Regions from separate parts of the Mus musculus genome. Here region 2 is linked to region 1. A link is a contact called in public HiChIP or PLAC-seq data. All regions are on one chromosome and are shown on one strand. The core of a region is the stretch at or near the end of the contact, and the rest is flanking DNA. Distances in the headings are between cores, read along the strand shown.

Evidence for each region. HiChIP or PLAC-seq counts read pairs in DNA pulled down with a chosen protein or histone mark.
Region 2: a contact with region 1 is called in an H3K4me3 HiChIP or PLAC-seq map of bone marrow-derived macrophages, with 5 times the contacts expected there. The contact joins two enhancer-like sites. A contact is called at or near these places in 9 of 484 Hi-C or Micro-C datasets (bone marrow-derived macrophages, conventional dendritic cells, cortical neurons and 3 more), 9 of 115 datasets of contacts at active chromatin or transcription factors (bone marrow-derived dendritic cells, bone marrow-derived macrophages, craniofacial prominence and 6 more) and 3 of 9 other capture datasets (adipose tissue, liver and pancreatic islet).

What each region holds. Positions count from the first base shown.
Region 1 is chr13:42,032,909-42,037,461 of GRCm38.p6, forward strand. No RefSeq gene overlaps it. Among named protein-coding and RNA genes, the nearest start is that of Gm28707, 12 kb to the right of the region's middle. Within about 2 kb of position 2,518, at least 8 of the 459 cell types and tissues checked have an H3K27ac peak or open chromatin away from gene starts, as enhancers often do. A contact at or near this core is called in bone marrow-derived macrophages, where this site is marked.
Region 2 is chr13:41,880,278-41,885,251 of GRCm38.p6, forward strand. It overlaps Gm10790 (predicted gene 10790), which reads left to right. Exons shown (of 7, transcript NR_033545.1): 2 at 3,618-3,752. Among named protein-coding and RNA genes, the nearest start is that of Gm10790, 17 kb to the left of the region's middle. Within about 2 kb of position 3,519, at least 50 of the 459 cell types and tissues checked have an H3K27ac peak or open chromatin away from gene starts, as enhancers often do. A contact at or near this core is called in bone marrow-derived macrophages, where this site is marked.

The DNA.
Region 1 (4,553 bases), core at 1,268-3,767:
CTGCCTTTTATCTCACTTCCATTTTAAAAGGTGTTTCTATCTTCAAGATTGGAGCTTAATTCACTGAGTCAGTCTCCCTCATTTAATTCAGTTATTTGAACCCACGCTGTTCTATGTACCATGTTAACCATACTTATAAGATGCTATGTGTGCTGCCTAGTTTTATGTCAATTTGATGCAAACTATGACAGGAGAGAGCCTTGACTGTGAAAATGTCTCCATAAGATCAGGCTGTAGGCAAGCCTGTAAGGCATTTTCTTAATTTGTGATTGATGTGGGAGGGCCCAGCTATTGTGGATGGTGCCTTTCCTGGGTTGTCTATCCTGAGTTCTATAAGAAATGGAGCTGAGCAAGCCATGGAGAGTAAGCCATAGAGAGCAAGCCAGCATCCCTCCATGGCCTCTGCATCAAGTCCTGCCTCTACATTCCTGTCGTATTTGGGTTCCTGTCCTGACATTCTTAAGTGATGGATTCTGGATTTGGAAGTTTAAGTCAAATAAACCCTTCCCACCCCAAGTTGCTTTGGTGGTGGTATTCCATCACAGCACTAGTAACCCCAGCTAAGACGATATGTAACACCTTATTTTCCTTTTCTAACTTTCTTTGCAGTGTCATCAGGATTAAGGTGCCATTTTGAACTAATCTAATAGATTTGCTTTGTAATCTCAAACATATAAGGCTTTCTTGTTTTGCTTTTCTATTTTGAGGGTTTTGTTACCATTTGCTTACATGGAGTCAGAGAAGGCTCCATCCAAATCTGTCAAGTCTGACCTTGTGACTTGTGTTTGAAGGAGAGTCCTGCACCAGATCATTGGCGTTGCACATCAAATCCTGCTCTCTCGTTGTTAATGTTCAGCTTTCTACAAACTGGCTGAGGTTTAGCCTATGGTCCTATTATGAAGAGATAGGCTAAAAACAAAACAAACAAGCAAACAAAAATCCTTCAGTATGGTAGGAGATTAGCTTGTTTTTCAGAGTTCTGCTAACTTTGTTTACGTACGTTAAGGCAATATTGAATGGTGGGTTTAAATTTTAGTTTCTTCCTAGTTAATGACAATTTTATCATTGAAGTGTACCATTTCATACCTAGTAAGAAGAATACATATTTTCCTTAAATAGTAATTTGATAGACAAGGACCTAGAAACACTGGTTTGGGGGAGCTGACAGTTGTATAGCATTTTTTTAATCATTTCATTTTTAGTAACAGAATGTGTACCCCTTATTTCAGATGTCTGACTTAACCTGCTCACTGCCCCATGTTATTGAGATGGACGTCTTTATCTTTTAATAGGGCTAGTCATTGGGCATACATTGGGAAGCAGTTAATGCTTTGTTCTAAAATCTCCATCCTACTGAGTGCTGCATGAATTGCCTTATCTACTTCCTGTTGCTTTTTAACCATTGTTGATTTCCCTTCTTCCTGACTGGGTCTTCGATTCATCCTTCGGTTTCCCCTCCACTACATTGAAAGAGTGATAAATTCATTGATTATCGTTACAGTGGTTAGTCTCAAGAAACAAACAAGGAGTACTAACTTATCCAAGTCTAGAACCAATCAATCACTTTTCTTTAAGGGAAATGTATGAAATTAGAACACTCTCACTCCACTTGTCTTATTTTAAGAATCGTTGCTTTTGGTTACTATGTGTTTCTGTAATAGGTTTAAATGTGCTCAGAAATTACACTGAAGTTGCAGGTTAAAGGGTTTTTTGTTTTTTTGGTTTTTTTCCTCTTCTATTGTTTCCTGCAGTAAACAGAGAAGTGGGTGATTAAAAAAGGGATTTCCTGTATTGTTCCATCTTAGTTGCCGTTTTTTAAACCAACAACTCATTTCAGAAATTTGTTATTGTTTTCATTGGCCGTGCCCTATCGTTGATGGTCTTTATGGGTTTCTTAGAAACTCCACTATATAAAACAGAAAGCCAGTATTTCTCTCATTGGCTGCTTAGCCCTTTGCTTGCATTATTTTTCAATTTCTCCCATCATGTTCTAGATCCTGGTTTTTTTTTGTTTTTTGTTTTTTGTTTTTTTTTCTGCTTAGTTAGTCTTGTGACTTGCTTTGACCAACGATCTTATAATCAGGCTCACTTTTTAACAGGTAGTGACTATAGCAGGATATGAGACGATCCCAGTGAAGCTGTCTTAGGCCAGCCAGGCCCAGCCAAACTCACAGCCAACCAGATACACATGTGAACCCAGTAGAGACCACAAGTGCCTTCGTGATTGTAGGCTAAGCAAACGATTATTATTTTAGGCTACTGCTAACTGTTAAGTCCTTCCTTATTCAGAACTTTTACTGTCAGGAAAAAAAAAGGAGAAAGGAAAAGCTTAGATGTTTTTCAGTTTTGTCAGATTAGAATTCTAGCAATCCAGAATAGTGCAGGGGGGAGGGGTGCTAGGGGGAGAGAGGCAATGACATGTGTGTCACCAACATGCTAAAGTTGTCCTGTACTAGTGGATCTTTTTCTTAAACAGTAATTCTTGGGGGAAAATGCGACAGCATTTTAAATCATTAGTGAGTCACCATGGTGGTTTCATTTTGTGGGATATTGCTAGTCATACTCTTGGTTTATTTAACGTCAAGTTCTTGTTGGGCAAAGCAGTTACCAATTATAACACTAAAACTGCAGAAAAACATGATTTATTTACAGCTCTCAGGGGTTTCTGCATACATACAGCAGACGCTTTTATGTATTAGTAACCTGTATAGGAGGAATTTAGACTATGTGCTGGAAGGACCTGGATTGGTCTCATTTTTAAGCAGGAGGAAGAAGCTCCAGGCAATGGTGCCTTACAACTTCAGGGGGATGGGGAGAGTGAGGAGTAAAAAAATGGAAGCAAATACTTTAAGTATAAAACCGAGAGAGAGTCTAGAAAAAGGAATGAAAGAAATGGGGTGGGGGTGGAGGTAGGGGTCGGGGTTAGGGAAGTGTTTGTGTGATGTTTTGGTCCTGTTGAAGGAAGGAAGTTACATATTATGTTAGTCATCTTTAGCTTTGCCTGGATAGAATAAAATCAGAAGAAATTGACATTAAGTAAGGACTGAGGTTTGCCTGCATTCAAAATAAATTCCTAATTGGCCTCATTGTACCAGTCTACAAAATCATAAAATACATTCCATTAGCATTATCCAGTACAACATTAACTCTACACACATCTTAATGGTATTTTTGACATTTCTAAAGGTGCAATTTAAGTCAACATTTACATTAAGAACATTTATGATATAGCTAAAGGAAGAACCACTTAGCTAAAATAATGATCAACATAACAGTTTTCCCCCAGAGACCATATCTAGGTATAGAAAGTATCACTATGTCTGCATAAATATTAACGATAAAGTTTAATAAAATTTTCTGTGTGACTCTGTCCTCAACCTTGACCTATTTTTTTTTCTTTTGAATGACAGGTCTATTATTAAAGAATGTCAAGTTAAAATGTTGTCATTTTACATTAAATGTAGATTCCCTGACCTTCCTTATTTCTTCCCTCATTATCATTGTCCTGTGAACTAAGAAAGAGAAGAAGTCTATCACCAGGCAGCAGAACGGGTGAAACAAAGTCTACATTTGCCAGTTCTATGGTGAAGGGGCAAAAATGGCTTAACAAACACATAATTGGGCAAAGACAAATTCCTAGACTGGCTAACCTAGACACAAGCAAAATATTACACAAAGCAAATCTACCCCTCACCCCCTTTGAAATTCATACAGATAGCTTTCCCATTGGAACTGTATGCGTGTCTGCTGGCAGACAAGCACAGGTAATTGCCTCCAGGTGTTTGCCTGCAGGAAGTCATTGAAATTCAGTGCCAGCAACAGCAGCTTTCTCAGCAGCAAAATCTAACCTGCAGGAACCTCCCAGGCACAGGTACATTTCAGAATAGCAATGGCAACTGGCTGGAAGGGCCCTCGACCCACAGTGCCCAGCTTAAGAGAGAACAGACAAAAAAAAAAAAAAAAAGAGGGTGTGCTCATTAATCAAAATTTAAGGCGAAAACCAGCTGTTCCCTGGCTTTCAGGAAAGTTTTGAAAATGCTACTCTTCTTCCAGAGAAGATATAAATCATGAGCGCCATTACACTTTCCTTCAAGTTCTGCTTTCACAAGCGATCGCAAGTTAAAATAATTTCTTACTGAACACATCCTATAGGCACTGTGACTAGACTAGATACTGCCGGACATTCAATTAAAGACGCCAGATGAACCAGTAGCCTTTAAATAAATTCTCCCGCTCAGATGAGAATACACATTTTGAAAGGCACAAAGTTACAAATGCGCACTAAACAAGAATATACAACGTAGTAAACGTTTCCTTGGGAGAAGCAGCTCTGAGAGAGAATCTTCAGCTAACTGTGGGAAGAGCTAAGCAGCTGCCTTCTCTAGTTGTGTTAAAAAGGATTCCAGTGGAAATTCAGGAATGGGCATCAGGGTTACCTCTGGAAGTCACACTGTGGGTGAGCTTAAGGATCGGCTAGACTTCAGGATCCCCTTTCTAGTGTCTTTGCAGCAGATCCTAGTAACTACCACAACTCACAGGTTGACTTCCTGGAG
Region 2 (4,974 bases), core at 2,269-4,768, 150 kb before region 1:
AGATCTGTCAGGGAACCCGTACAGCTGCCAGGAGTAAGGAGAATTGTGAGGCCATTGGTGAATGTTCAAATGTCAAGGCTGGAGTTTGAAGTTAGAAAGAATGGTCACCAAAATTATTTGAATATCTTAAAATGTGGTTGTACTTCTGTTTAACTGAGGTGGTGTTGGTGGTCTGAGGTGAGAGCCATGATTATTTTTGTGCTGTTGGCATTCCCCAAGCATTCTAACTCTAGAAATGCCATTGAGACCTGCAGCAAGCTTGTAAGAGAAGAGAATTTGAGGGTAGCAAATGATCATGAACATGAGGCAGGTCTCTGTTAACTTCTATGGGTCTGGAGAGAATAGTTGCTGGAGATACCTCTCAAATCAAAATGACTTAGGAAGATGTGACAAGAGGCCTCAAAATTAGAACACTGATGAGTAAGTTATTTGTGGCAGTGTCCCAACTGTCCCCAGAACCCCCTTCTTAAAATAACTAACAGGTGGGAGGTCTGGTCTTGGCTTCAGTGTCAGCACATGTGTAGGATATACCACTTTCTTTTTTCACTTCTTCATTTTCTTCTACATGTAATGACCCTTGACTTTGGGAATGCAGAGAAAACCATGGATATAGTGCTTTTTCATATAGGTCTTTAGTTAGCTTCTGTTTACTGATTACATCAATACTCCTGAGATAGGAGTCTCTCTCTCTCTCTCTCTCTCTCTCTCTCTCTCTCTCTCTCTCTCTCTCTCTCTCTGTGTGTGTGTGTGTGTGTGTGTGTGTGTTTATGGTTTGAAACCATTTTTGTTTCATTTAGATCAGTATAGACATTCATTGTATTCTCTCCTCCTAGTTTACTGACCTTCAGCAGTTTTATAGCCAAAGTCCTTGCCAGCCACTTAAAAAAAAAGCTAAGCATTACAACACCTCTGTTGCAAAGAATGATTTTCTAGAAATTATTTTAATTCAAACCCATACATTTTCTGTATGTTTCTGTAAAAGGAGATGGATCTCTCTTGTGGTTGAGCTGTTGACTGGCAAGAGGACAAAGCTGGGGCTCAGGTATACTGGGCAAGCCAGTTTGCACTCCTGTCTGTCACTGTGTCCACTTCAGAGCAGGGAAGCATTAAAAGGGGTTGGCTCAGGCCCAGATACTCTAAAGGCATTACCGACTTGGCAGAGAGGCCTATCTTTGGCCTTGATGTGGTCCTCAGTAGCTCTAGGATTTGTTCACAGCCACGGCATTGAAATCTCAGGAGAGGCATGAAAGCACAGAGATGTGGGGAAACAAGTCCTGTGACTGGTTTCTCAGGAGCCTGTTCTCTGTCAAACCCAGAGGCAATGGGCTTAATGCACGATGATGGCAGGCCAGGAATAAGGGGTCAGTCCAGTACTCTTCCCCCAGAAGGGGGGTCTGCCATGGAGAGAGGAACCATCTACAGGAGTGCCGAGAGGTACGAAGTGAGGTAGAATGGAAGTCTGGGCAAGGAAAACTCTTCCAGAGAGAAGGCAGGAGGGTCAAGGTGACAGATTGGAGGGTTGAGGACTCCTTAAAATAGATACAAACTAAAGACTCAAGGTAATAGCAAGCTAGTCAGAGAGTCAAGGGAGAAAGACCCTAGAGTCTGCAGATCTTGATTAGTTTCCCACTAGCTGCTGGTTCTTGGCTAAATATTTTATCAAATGCAAGTCTTTGTTTCCTTGTATGTGAGGAAGTATAATGTAGTATGGTTTATTTTGTGTGCCTGGCACTTTAAAGAATCCTTAGATGCTAGCTGATAGGCCCTTTGGGAATGCTCAGCTGTTAGAATTGCTAGAACCTATGACCTGTTGGACTTCTGGAAAGAAGATGGGATGCAAAAAGCCAGCAGAGGCTGAGAGAGAGGAATAGGATCCAGGTGACAAAAAGAGTCCGGTCCAGTCAGAGACTAGGATCAGAGAAGACGGTTGGTGCAGGAAGAAAGAAGACTGAGTAGGGCGAGAGAAGAGAAGACAGCTGGTTCAGAAAAGAGATTGAGGAGAGTAAAATAGGAGACAGTTGAGCCAGAGAAGATACTGTTAGGATACAGTTAGGAGAAGAACCAACAAAGAACCTACAAGTATGGAGAGAGAGAGAGAGAGAGAGAGAGAGAGAGAGAGAGAGACTCTAATTGGTGCCCAACACTCAACTGTCTCCCATTTTCACTCTGCTCAATCTCTTTTCAGAACCAATGTAGGTTTTGGGTCACATGACCCAGCATGCCTAATCTTTTAATAATTAAATATCTGAGCAGTTCTATGAGGCTCCTCTAAAGCTTACTAGGAAAGACTGTTGCACGTCAGGGGGCTCGTGTGATTAAAACTGCTTTTGAATGTCTTCGCATCACCCCTTTAGGGTAAGCAGAGCTTAGTAATAAGATGGACATTTCTTTCTCTTATAATAGTCTTGTATCATGTCCCACATCCCCACTATAACATTCAGAAAAGCAGACAGAAATGTTCCTTTTCTTCCCCCTGTTTGGTTGAGCAGCTTCTGTTCCCATCCCCATGGTCCTCAATGCACGGCTTGTTATCTTTCTGAAGACGTGTTGAAAAGCTGAGTTTGTGAAGCTGTCCATTGCTTAACGTGCGCCTACGTCCACTGGTGCCAAAGAGAATGAATACTTTGATTTTTTCCTTTTGGTCAAAACTTGGGATGCTACCAGTTTACCATTATACTCCCTCCTCTGTGCACCCCCCCCCCCCCCCCCCGTATAGCTTAGAATCTTGTTTGCTTGGGGAAGGAAGATCTTAGCTCAATGTTCTCCATCTTGGTGGGCATGTTCTTTTATTCCAAACACCATTGTTGAGCAGTTGGCTGTTGTTCAGATTGTAGATCTGGTTCGATTTTGAATAACATTAACTAGATGGATCAAATTTGCCATAAACAGGCAGATTATCACCCCTAGAACTCTTGTAAATGTAGAAGAGAACCAACTCCACAGAGTTGTCCCCTGTCCTCCCTCCATGGTTGTCTATCCATGCATGCATGTACATATGTGCACACATATATACACAATAATAAAAAAATACATGTCATGTTCAGTGGACCTAAAGACTATGATTTAGAGATTCTATATAGAAACATTGATCAAGTTGGTTAGGATTGCTGAAGCTTATTGGATGGTTAATAGATGATTCTTCATTGTCTATTGTTTAGAAACACAGAATGCATATTCACTCATCTACCAAGACCCCCACAGCAGAGATTCCCAGAAAAGTTAAGGCTGTAGCTATGATCAGTACAAAGAAACAATTCAGTTGACAAACTGGTAGGGAATGAAATACACTCTTTGGAAATATCAAAGAACTGCCTTTTGGAAACATTATACAAAATTATTCCTTAATTGGAAAGGGTTAATTTGGGCATGAGAAAATTTTTTTGATATCAAAGTTTAAAATTGATAAAGACCATAAAAGTACTACTACTATTATAAGTACTCTTTATTCTCCCCCAAAAAGAAGAAGCTGAGACTTAGCACTGTTGAGAAGAGGCTCTGAGAAACACAGGTGGTGAAAAGCAGAACTGAGGCTCAGTCTAGGGCTCATGACTCCCAGTCGGTTCCCCTTTCTCCTTTCCCAGTCAGTTTCTTCTAAACAGAATGTCCCCTATTTACAGATGGAAGATGTGACTGTCAAGTGGAGACATCGAGCCTTTCTGCTGCCCTCAGCATCTCCCAGCAGCCTCTCTGGTTCAAGACTTTCTTTGTCTCTAGAAGTTGCTCCAGGATCCCAGACTGTATTGCTAAGCCATGTGAGTGCTGCTTGCCTGTCTCTGTCTGCATGTGCGCTCCCAGGCAATGCTCACATGGAGATCCTCTTATTCCTGGTTGCATTCCTTGTTTGGGGACACTACCTGGCAGAGCCAAGGCTCAATAAATATTTGTCAAATCAATGATTTAAAAAACTGAAGGCGGCACTAATGGCTGAATAAACAGGAGTCCTGGGGCTCTGCCATTCACATCTTGAGGCTGGGTTAAGGCATTTCTCTGTGAAAATGTAGAAAGACTGGGGAAAGAATGGCACATGAAACTACCGTCACAGGGAAGACATCAGGGTGGAGACACAGGAGGGGGCTGCTATATACACGTGTGATGGAGAGGAGCTCTGATAGGAAATGGTACCCACCTGATACCCATCACTTCTTGCTTAGTCCAAGGCATTACTTGCTATCATCACTCCATCCAGAATTCCCTTTTTACCTTCAAACCCCAATACAAAAGCCTTATGACCACATAATCTCTCTGGGTGTTTTTTAAAAATCCCAGAGAAGCACTATGTCTTCTACCATGTTTAATTTCTCTGCACAACTAGGTGGTGTCAGACGGCATTTTCATTGCTATGGAGAAAGCTGAAATCCAGCTTCCTAAACTTGTGCTGTGGCTATCAGGCAGACAGATTTCTTCTCCAGTTCATTTAGACTAATGCTAAAATTCATGCCAATATTTTTATGCTTCTTCCAGAGGGAAAACTAAGCTTTTCTTCTGTTTGTTAAAACTAATGTTAATGTGTTCATGTATATACGCATACATGTGTATGCGTGCACACATGTGCATGAACACACACACACACACACACAATTATCTGGGCTAGTATTTTGATGTAGTCCCCATTTACTAATATGGGCATGCACCATTGCAAACCTATCTTGCCATCTAAAATGCTTCTGCATTATCTACAACTGTCAACTTAACCAAGAAGCTCTTTTGAAAATTTCCCTTAGAGGAAGAGAGAGGAGAAATGTTAGGATGGGAGAGTCGCATCAACATTCTCAAAAGAATTCCATGATGACATCAGTACCCATCCTCAACTGCAATGAAACTGTGTGTCTCTCCCAAGGAGATAAACAGGAGGGGAACATTAGAAACAGATGCTGCCTGTGGCTGCCTTTTCATAATACTCCAGTGAGTTGTTCTCTTGATCCTTCACACTGACCTACCTTCATTATCTGTGAGCAATGTCTACCCTCACCGTAA